2 separate regions of the Sus scrofa genome follow, and region 1 is linked to region 2. The links are chromatin contacts, called in public Hi-C maps. All regions are on one chromosome and are shown on one strand. The core of a region is the stretch at or near the end of the contact, and the rest is flanking DNA. Distances in the headings are between cores, read along the strand shown. Region 1 holds the start of PRKAB1 (protein kinase AMP-activated non-catalytic subunit beta 1). Region 2 holds the start of FAM109A (sesquipedalian-1).

Region 1 (5,025 bases), core at 137-2,636, 620 kb after region 2:
ATACATATACCTATCAGCTGCTAGAATCACTAAATGTCCTTGGACTGGGCCCTGCCTTCTAGAAAGAGACCACATGATGCTTAGCAGGAAAGTAGCTGAAGCAGGAATGAAGATTTTTGTCTTCAGAGTTTTTTAAGAGTTAACAAGCCGACTGAGGCAGGATGCCCAAATGTGGCCTGCAAAAACATTTGCTTTGGCAAACATCAACATTAAACATTAAGTTTAAGTCATATTTAAACAACAGGAGAGAGAAGCTGAGTAGCAACTGGCTGCCTCCTTCAGACTAATACTTCACTTACTGACCTCCAGAAGTCAAATTACTTTTCTATGCCTGCTCTAAAGCGTGAACCACAAGTTTAGGCAACACTAAAGATCTCTGGGAACTGCGGTCAGCTGGTGAACACTACTATCACCTTACAGGTGTTCTGCCTTATCTCCAAAATTGAGGATAAACTGCAAAACTATTACAAAAAACGCCCGTGTGCATGAAAGTGGTAAAAGATTTCTCAAAGCTCTGAAATTAATTATACCTAAGAGAAAAGGAGCGACTAGAGCTCAATTACTGCTAACTCCACGATCTTAATTAATTAAGGATTTGAACCTGTCCCAGAGCTGCCTTTGCCTTAATGATGTTAAACGAAGTGAAATCCTCCTCCCTCGGGGTGACTTTGTCTTATCGATAATTCGACACAGGTTCCTGGGTTACTAAAAGGGCCATCTGGATTTTAAGTGCATAGTGTGAAGTATCACAGCTCTCTGACTTCTGATCATTAGGGGAATATGGCGGGAGGATCTAGTAGCTCTCAAAAGAAATTAAGGAGAAACGGATCCCTCCACCCCCATTACCTTACCTTAATTTCCTCGGAGTGGTAGAGGTCAGCGTCCTCAGGGCTGTCCATCAAGATTTTGGGCCGGTCCCCATCCTTGGAGCCCCCCGAACTGTCCCTTCGGGGAGTCTTGTGACCCCCTTGCCGGTCCAGCGCAGCGCGCTCACTGCTCGTATTACCCATCGCGGGGGTTTACGTGGACACCGGGAAGCCGGACCGAGCCTCTGCCCAGAGAAGGGACCGGGGACTCCCGGGACCTCCACCAGGACCCGGGAGAGTCGGAGCACCGGGTACCACACCCCTCAGAATAGGGTTCGAAGTTGGGATCCGGCCTGAATTTGGCCGGCAGGGCTGGCGAGGTCTCACAATCGCGCTTTACCTGCTCAATCAGCCGAGGGGAGAAGGGGAACCTACCAAGCTCCAAAGACAAGCCGACACTTAACCAACAACTCCCCCCACCTCTTAGGAACTTCCGCTTCCGGCACTTCCTCAAGTCGGCGGGGGCCACCGGGTGGGGGGTGGCTGCGCTCTGAGAAGAGCGCCAGGCAAACGGACCTCACTTCCGCTTCCGGTCTACGTCCGTGCGTTTACTAGCCCCAGACCGCCCCTGCGGGTTTCGGGGAGCGCTGTCGCAGTTGACCGCTCCGGCCGCCCGGGACGAGGCTGCTGAGGGCCGGCAGGGGGTGCTGAAGCGCGCCGGCCATGTGGGACGTCCTCCCCACGCTGGGATGAATGATGGTGTTAGATACCCTGGTTATCTTTGCCCACTTAAAGTTGATTCTTCCCTTTACAGCCAAAGGGGTCGTTCTAAAAGGCATATTTAGTTAAGCGATTCCTTAAAGATCTTTCATGTGCTCGCTCTCACACCTTTGAGTGTGTTAGAATCACCTGGAGTGCCTGTTTAAGATGCAGATTCACTTGCCCCTAATTCCTGGGAATTGTGATTCTGAAGCTCTGGCCTGGGATCTGCATTTTAATAAGCACACCAGGTGATTCTGATGCAAGTAGTCCTGCAGGTGTTTGAGATAATGACAGACCATAAGCTCTCTGGAAATTTCTCACATCTAGTATCTTGTGGGTGGGGGTGTGTGCATAAAAGGCAGGAGAAACACGGAGACAGAGTAAAGGAGAAAAAAGCTAGTTTTTATTGCTTTGCCAGGCAAACGAAGCTACAGCAGCCTAATCCCTTAAAGACTGTGCCATCCCTTGGGGGGAAATTGAAGGGAATTTTATAGTCTAAAAGGAGAAAAACAAGGTTCCAGATAAGAGACAGGATTCTTCTTACTTTGGGGGAATCTTGGTCATCAAAGTGGGAATCAGGAGATCTCGGCATGATCACCGTCTTCTGGGTTATTGCTGAGAATAACATTACTTGTGAAAAGGGCATATTGATCAGAGATTAGAACTAGGAAAGTTCCTGGAAAACATCACAGCTAATAATCTTTAACTCACAGGCAATTGTGTTCAGGGTGCCTAAACTTTAGTTTACAGGTGATTGTGTTTAGGATGAAATCAAGTGAGGGAGAAGCACAAGGAAGGGCTCTAAGGTGTTCAGTTTTAAAGTATTCATTTCCAAAGGAAGCATAAAGAATATAACTTTTCTCTTGGTATATAAGACGCCTGCATCATTATGTGTATCCCTTGAGAGGGAACCAGAATCCTGCCCCAAGGCTGTACCATTGTTGCTTGACTGATTCTCTCTTTGTCTCTCCTTCCTTCCCTGATCAGTAGGTGTCTGAACCTGCCCCTTGGAACTCAGGGAAGGCCAACAAGGCTGAATGAGGCACATTTCATAAAAACAAGAAATTGGGGACACAGAAAAGTTTTTGTGCCTATGAGCCCCACAGGGCCCTGCTTGGTTACATTATTAATGTATTTTCAAAAAACTGAGGGGTGCACAACCTTTTGATAGGCAGTTTTGCAAGATATTTAAAAATCACTTTGAACACATCATTCTACACAAAATGCATTTATTTATTAGTGTTTGTCATTTACTACGGCCAGTCCTTCAGCAAAGAGTGTGTATACATATGGTACTAAAATATTCTAATCTTCTCATTTGTTAGTCACTGTTAGATTTTTTTTTTTTTTGTTATTGGCAGTATGTGTGTGTGTGTGTTTGCATGTGGAGTATTTCAAAATTCTTTGCATTTGCTGCGCCTAGTCATGCATTTTGTCCACTGAACATTTATTTGGTACCTACAAAATGCCAGACATGTGTGAAGTAAATGGAAGACACAGATTATTAAGATATGGCCTCCTGGAGGAGAGTTTAGCAGTATTTATCAAAAAACACAGGAGTTTCCATCGTGGCGCAGCCAAAACAAATCCGACTAGGAACCATGAGGTCCCTGGTTCTATCCCTGGTCTCACTCAGTGGGTTAAGGACCCGGCATTGCCATGAGCTATGGTGTAGGTCCAAGACATGGCTTGGATCCTGCATTGCTATGGCTGTGGCGTAGGCCGGCAGCTGCAGCTCCGCTTAACCCCTAGCCTGGGAACCTCCATATGCCATGGGTGCGGCCCTAAAAAGACAAAAATAAAATAAAAAACACACCTTCATTCTGGTGCACAATTTTATGGCTAGGGAATATCTACAGAAATACACATGTGAAAATTATATGCAAACATGTTTATTTGCAGCCTCATTTCTAATAATATGTTAATTCTCACATGCACATTTTGATCTCTCTGAAACAGGATGCTTCTTACAATCAATGGAATCTTAGATTTGATGAAATGAGGAAATGAGAAGCTGCAGAATTCTAAAAAGTTTGTCAGTAGAATAGCTAAATGAATTAAATACATTCATTTTTATGGACTAACGAGCAACTTTTAAAAGAGAGGATAGGGAGTTCTTGTCGTGGCTCAGTGGAAGCAAATATGACTAGTATCCATGAGGACACAGGTTTGATCCCTGGCCTCCCTCAGTGGGTTAAGGATCCGGCATTGCCATGAGCTGTGGTATAGGTTGTAGATGCAGCTCAGATCCTGTGTTGCTATGGCTGTGGTGCAGGCCGGCAGCTGTAGCTCCGATTGGACCCCTAGCCTGGGAAACTCCATATACTGTGAGTACAGCCCTAAAAAGCCAAAAAAAAAAAAAGGGGGGGGTGGGCTAGGATATAGAATTATGTGGCAACTATGGAGAAATGTCTATGAAATTCCAAATCCCAAAGCAAGGGGCAGAACAGGAAGTTAACAACCTGAGCTCAGAATCAGCCTGCCTGGGTTCAAATTCTGGCCTTGCCACTTAAAAACTGTCACCTGGTTTCTTCTTTTGTGACATGGGGAATAAAACTAACACCTAGGCTTGTTTTGTGATTTAATTGAGAACCTGTATGAAAAGCACCTGACCCTTAGTAACCACTTAATAAACATTAGCCCTTTCCTTAGCATCATTAGGCTTGCAAATAGGAAGTTCTGGAAAGATATACAACAGGCTGTTAATAGTGGTCCCCTCTTAGAAGAGGAGTTGATTGGAAACAGGGGCAGATAGGGGATTTTCACTTTTTAGCTTTCTGTTTGAAAATATTTCTACTATGAGGCTCTACTACTTTTGTAATTTAAAAACATTCTTAAAAAATACAAAAACAGAGTTCCCATAGTGGCTCAGTGAACTGGACTATGTATGAACTGGACTAGTATCCATGAAGACTCAGGCTTGATCCCTGGCCTCACTCAGTGGGTTAAGGATCCAGCAGTACCGTGAGATGTGGCTTGGATCCCGAGTTGCTGTGGCTGTGGTGTAGGCCAGCGGCTGCAGCTCCAATTTGACCCCTAGCCTGGGAACTTGCATAAGCCATGGTGCGGCCGTTTAAAAAAAAAAAAAAGGAATCTATAGGATAGAGATGGAAGCAGACTCATAGAAAGGCAGCAATACAGGTAAACAAGAGATTCTAGGGAAGCTTGAACAGGATTTAAGCCAGGCCAGTGGATAACCCAGAATACATTCTATGATCTGTTTTTATTGCTCACAATAGGCGATGAAGAAACCATAGATATAAATACATTGATCTTTGGGTTCTTCCCCAAATAACATGAGAGATAAGGAAGAACAAGATAAGGTGAGTCGTGGACCACTAATCTGAACTATGCAAATGCTTTAATGCCTAAAGAAAATTTCAAGACTTCTACTCTGGTTTGAATAAGATAGTGATAGCCTAAGGTTTTCAACCAGTGAGAAAGCCCAGTAACTGGG
Region 2 (4,614 bases), core at 482-2,981:
TTCCCTCTGCCTAGAATGCCTTTCCCATATCTCATGTGGCCAACTCCTCATCCTTCAGTTTCAGCTTGACTATCACCTCCTCAAGAAGGCGCCCCCCAGTCACTGCCTGAAATCACCTGGGTCATTTTTGCCTGTTCTAGGAGGGCAGGGTTCTTTGTCTGAATTCTAGTGCCTAGCATGTAGTTGGTGCTCAAATACCTGTAGAACGAATCGAAAGGTTGTCTACTTAAATCTCTCAGCAGGCCCATGAGAAGTCATTCCCCATCCCACATTCATAGATGTGGAAACTGAGACAAAGAGAGCTAAGCAACTTACCCGAAGGTACAATTCTGTGCCTAGAATTGCATGCTGTGGGCAACCAGCCCAAAGGAACTGTTCTTGGAGCCTCACCACCTCTTAAGGCCAAAGGAAAAGCAATTTCCCTCATACTCAGCAGCTCCCCTTCTACCACCCCCACCACCTGGAGCCCAAAGTCACCAGCCAGCACAGGACCCCTCTGCCGATGGCCCTGGTTCCTCCTGCCCAACAAGAAAGGCGGGGAAGGCAGGAGGCAGCAGGGACACAGGCTCCAGCCTCTGGGAGGGCCTGGCAAGCTGGCTTATCTCCCTGTGCTCATACAGTTTTCCAAGAAGTTCAGAGTCCGCTGTGAGCACTGCTGCTGATTCAACAGTCCCTGGCCAGGCAGGAAGCTGGAGGGGACCGACCCAGCCCCTCTCTGATCCCAGGGCTAAGTTCTTGCCTCTGCCAGTCCAGGCTAGAGGACCTTGAGAACACAGCCTCATCTATAAAGTGAGAATATTAATATCCACCCCTCTTGGAATTGAATAAATTAGTCCTGAAGAGCCATCTTGCAAAATGCTGAGCAGGTAGTAAACATTCAGTCAAGGAATTGTCCAAAAGAAAATAATTAGCTCCAGGCCTCCAGGGATACAGACTGCCTAGAACTGAGGCATGGCATTTTGATGCTCATTTCAAGGAAAGAAGCCAAAACCACTGGGCCTGGGATTGGATCCAGCTGCCACAAGTGTCCCCTAGCAGTGGGCATGTTAGAGAGGGTGTGGCAGGTATGGCTGGAAAACGTGTTGAGAACCCCGAAGAGCTCCTGCGCAGCACTGCCTTGGGCAGCGGCCACAAGCACTCCAGGTAGGACGGCCATCCCAGGCCATTGCTCCTAGCTGCTCTCTCTCCTTTTGTACGTGGTGTGTTCCTTAAAGGACAGCCAGAGTCCTAAATGGGGTGGTCAACGCCAGAATGTAGGAGTCAAGTGGAGCTCTCCTCCCCAGAGTTCCCCCAGAGGTCTCTTATTGGGCAGGAGAGTCATCAGCCAAGTTTGCCCCCTGCAGCTGGGGTCCCTGATGGGCAAATTACCACTGGCGTGGAACTGCAAATGGACAGATCCCCAGCAGAGGTCTCCCCAGAAGGCCGGAGGACCCCGAGGCCCACGGCGGCCCGAGCCCGGTCCCGCGTCCCCTCTCAGGTCCGCCCGAAAGCTCTCACCCCACCCCCACTACGCCAGGCTGGCCTTACCTCGCGGCGCGGCCTAGGGCGACGGCGACGGCCGGACTAGAGGCGCGGAGCCAGGGGACCGCCCGGCCATGGTCTGGGACTTGCTCGGTGGCCGCAGCCGCGGTGGCGCTTTGTTTCCCGGGCGGCCGAGCCGGCGCAGCCGCGGGAGAGCGGGGATCCGACCGAAGGAGGCGGAGGCAGCCGGACAGTCCGCGACCCACCGACGCGCCTCTTTAACCCTTCCCAACCCGCGGGTGCTGGGTCGGCCGCGAGTTCGTCCCCTACTCCCGGATTGGCCAGCCCAGATCCGGCGCACCCCCTGGATTCGCCACGCCCCTGTGGGACCGCCCCTGAAACCACTCTTAAAGGAACCGCAACTGGCTCAGGAATGCCCTGTTGGAAGAAAGGTTGGATCCCTGAGACACAACACGCTTCCAGGGTAGATATAGGGGGCGGATTCGTCCAGAAAAAGCATCGGGGTCCTGGGCGTGACCATTCGCTGAAGCCCTAGCCTTGAGTTCGAGCTCCTCCCTGGCTAGGGTTGCCAGATATAGCAAATTTAACACCAGCTCAATTTTAAATATAACTGCCAAAAACGTGTGATTTATTGAAAAAAGCTGATTACGGGACATTTCGGGCATCACGGCAAAGTCAACATAGGACTCTTCTATATGAACAGGATGCCTTGCAACCCTACCCCCGGCCCGAGGTGAAGAGGGAAATTTCTGGAGTTGGGCAGGGTTGGGCTCAAGTCCCAGTAAGCCTTTTAGTCACTGTGAGGCCTTAGAAAAATCAATCCATTTTTCTAGCCCTGTTTCCTTATCTTTCAAATAGAGACAACCATGGTATATAAAGGGCATGGCACACAGTAGATGCTATTAATAAATAGGGATTTTTATTCTTTTTGTTCCATCCAAAATAACACAGTTCTATCTCTCTAGAGCTGTCTTTGTTTGCTGCTCTTGCAGCCTTCCTTCTGGGACTCAGTTACTGTTCAGCCCTGGCCTGAAAGCAGGAGAGAAACAGGACAGACCAGCATCATCTATTCATTCTACAGTCCCTCACTAAGCACCTGTGTAAGACTGAGTTGGTCAACAAACAATTGAGATATAGAAGTGATTCTTGCTAGGAAGACTATAAGCCACAGGAGTAGGAAAGAAAGACTGGGAGTACAATTTTAGACAAGGTGGTCAGGGAAACTGCTCTAAGGAGCAGAGACTTCAAAGAAGTGAAGGAGGGAGCCATGTAGATATCCGAAGGAAGGGTGTCCCATGCAGAGGGAAGAGCAAGGGCAAAGGTCCTGAGGTGGGACCACACGAGCATGTCTGTAAAACGGAAGGGGCCAGTGGGGCTGGAGCCAAGTGAGCAAAGGGAATAATAGTAGGAAATGAGGTTAGAGAATATTGGCAAAGCCAGGTTACTCAGGGTCTTGTGTGTCATGGCAAAGATTTTGCTTTTTCTCTGGAAGGAATGGGAGCCATGGGAGGGTTTTGAGCAGAGGAGGGACATGCTATCTTAGGTTCGACATGGTTCCTGGCTGTAAGAAGCAAGGGTAGAACCCAGGAGACCAGGGAGGAGGCTGTTGCAGTAGGCAAGTGATGATGAATGATGTATGTGATGATGGTGGCTTCGAGCAGAGTGGAGGCAGTGGAGGTGGAGGGAAGTGGTTGAATTTGAGAGCCTGCCTGATAGTGAAGACCCCTGACTATGGAAAGAGAGAGAGATATGACGTATCTGATATCAGTTGAGCCTGTGGATCCAGCTGTACCTGATGGTGCCATAATTTCTTTTTTTCTTTTGTCTTTTTTTTTTTTTTTTTTTTTTTGTCTTTTTTTAGCTATTTCTTGGGCCACTCCCATGGCATATGGAGGTTCCCAGGCTAGGGGTCGAATCAGAGCTGTAGCCACCGGCCTACGCCAGAGCCACAGCAACATGGAATCCGAGCCGCGTCTGCAACCTACACCACAGCTCACGGCAACGCCGAATCATTAACCCACTGAGCAAGGGCAGGGATCAAACCCGCAACCTCATGGTTCCTAGTCGGATTCGTTAACCACTGTGCCACAATGGGAACTCCATGATGGTGCCATAATTTCTTGAACAGGAAAGGCAAACTGGAATTTCCCCAAATCTAGATGTTCACCAAATAAGGAAAATGCCAGGCATATGAACATTTGGGTCTTGGCATGGGGAATATCTGCCAGAGATTCTGTGAGTCTTAACTCTCAGAGCCCCTTATGTTGGAGTCAAGGGTTGGCATGGATGAAAAAGGCAGAAATGTGAAAGCAAGAGCATGGCATCTTTTTGTTGTTGTTGTAGGGGGTCCTTACATTTATTTTTTTAAATGAGGTGAAACTCCCACAGAAAATAAGCATTTTAGGGAGTTCTTGTCATGGGTTTGGTTGTTAATGAAGCTGACTAGTATCCATGAGGATGCGGGTTCAATCCCAGGCCTTGCACAGTGAATTAAGGATTTGGCATTACTGTGAGCTGTGGTGTAGGCCGGCAACTATAGCTTCAATTCGACCCTAGCCTGGGAATCTCTATATTCCACAGGTGTGGCCCTAAAAAGACAAAAAAGACCAAAAGAAAAGAAGCATTTTAGGAGTCCTCTGGTGACTCAGCAGGTTAAGGATCCAGCGTTGTCATGGTTGTGGCTCAGGTCACTATTGTGGTATGGATTCAGTTCCTGGCCTGGGAACTTCCTCGTGCTTTAAGCATGGCCAAAAATAATTTTTTTTTAATATGCCTTTTTTTTTTTTTTTTTTTTCCCTTTGGGCTGCACTTATGGGGTATGGAAGTTCCCAGGCTAGGGGTCAAATCAGAGCTACAGCTGCCAGCCTAAGCCACAGCCAGAACCATAGCAACGCGGGATCCAAGCTGCGTCTGAAAACTACACCCCAGCTCAGGGCAACGCAGGATCCCTGACCTGCTGAGCGAGGCCAGGGATCTCACATCCTCATGGATACTAGTTGGATTTGTTTACACTGTGCCACAATGGGAACTCCCAAAATTAAGCATTTTAAAGTGAACATAACGTATAACATGGTGACTAGTTGATAGCACTGTATTGTATGATTGAAATTTGCTGATAGAGTAGAATTTAAG

Evidence for each region. A called contact is a pair of places that touch in the nucleus more often than the background predicts.
Region 1: a contact with region 2 is called in a Hi-C map of subcutaneous adipose tissue, with 1.6 times the contacts expected there. The contact joins the promoter of PRKAB1 here to the promoter of FAM109A in region 2. A contact is called at or near these places in 2 of 47 Hi-C or Micro-C datasets (embryonic fibroblasts and subcutaneous adipose tissue).

The regions. Positions count from the first base shown.
Region 1 is chr14:33,216,240-33,221,264 of Sscrofa11.1, forward strand. It overlaps PRKAB1 (protein kinase AMP-activated non-catalytic subunit beta 1), which reads right to left and starts at 1,387. Exons shown (of 7, transcript NM_001243621.1): 1 at 852-1,387. The coding sequence starts at 1,010.
Region 2 is chr14:32,598,977-32,603,590 of Sscrofa11.1, forward strand. It overlaps FAM109A (sesquipedalian-1), which reads right to left and starts at 1,732. Exons shown (of 3, transcript XM_013982887.2): 1 at 1,528-1,732.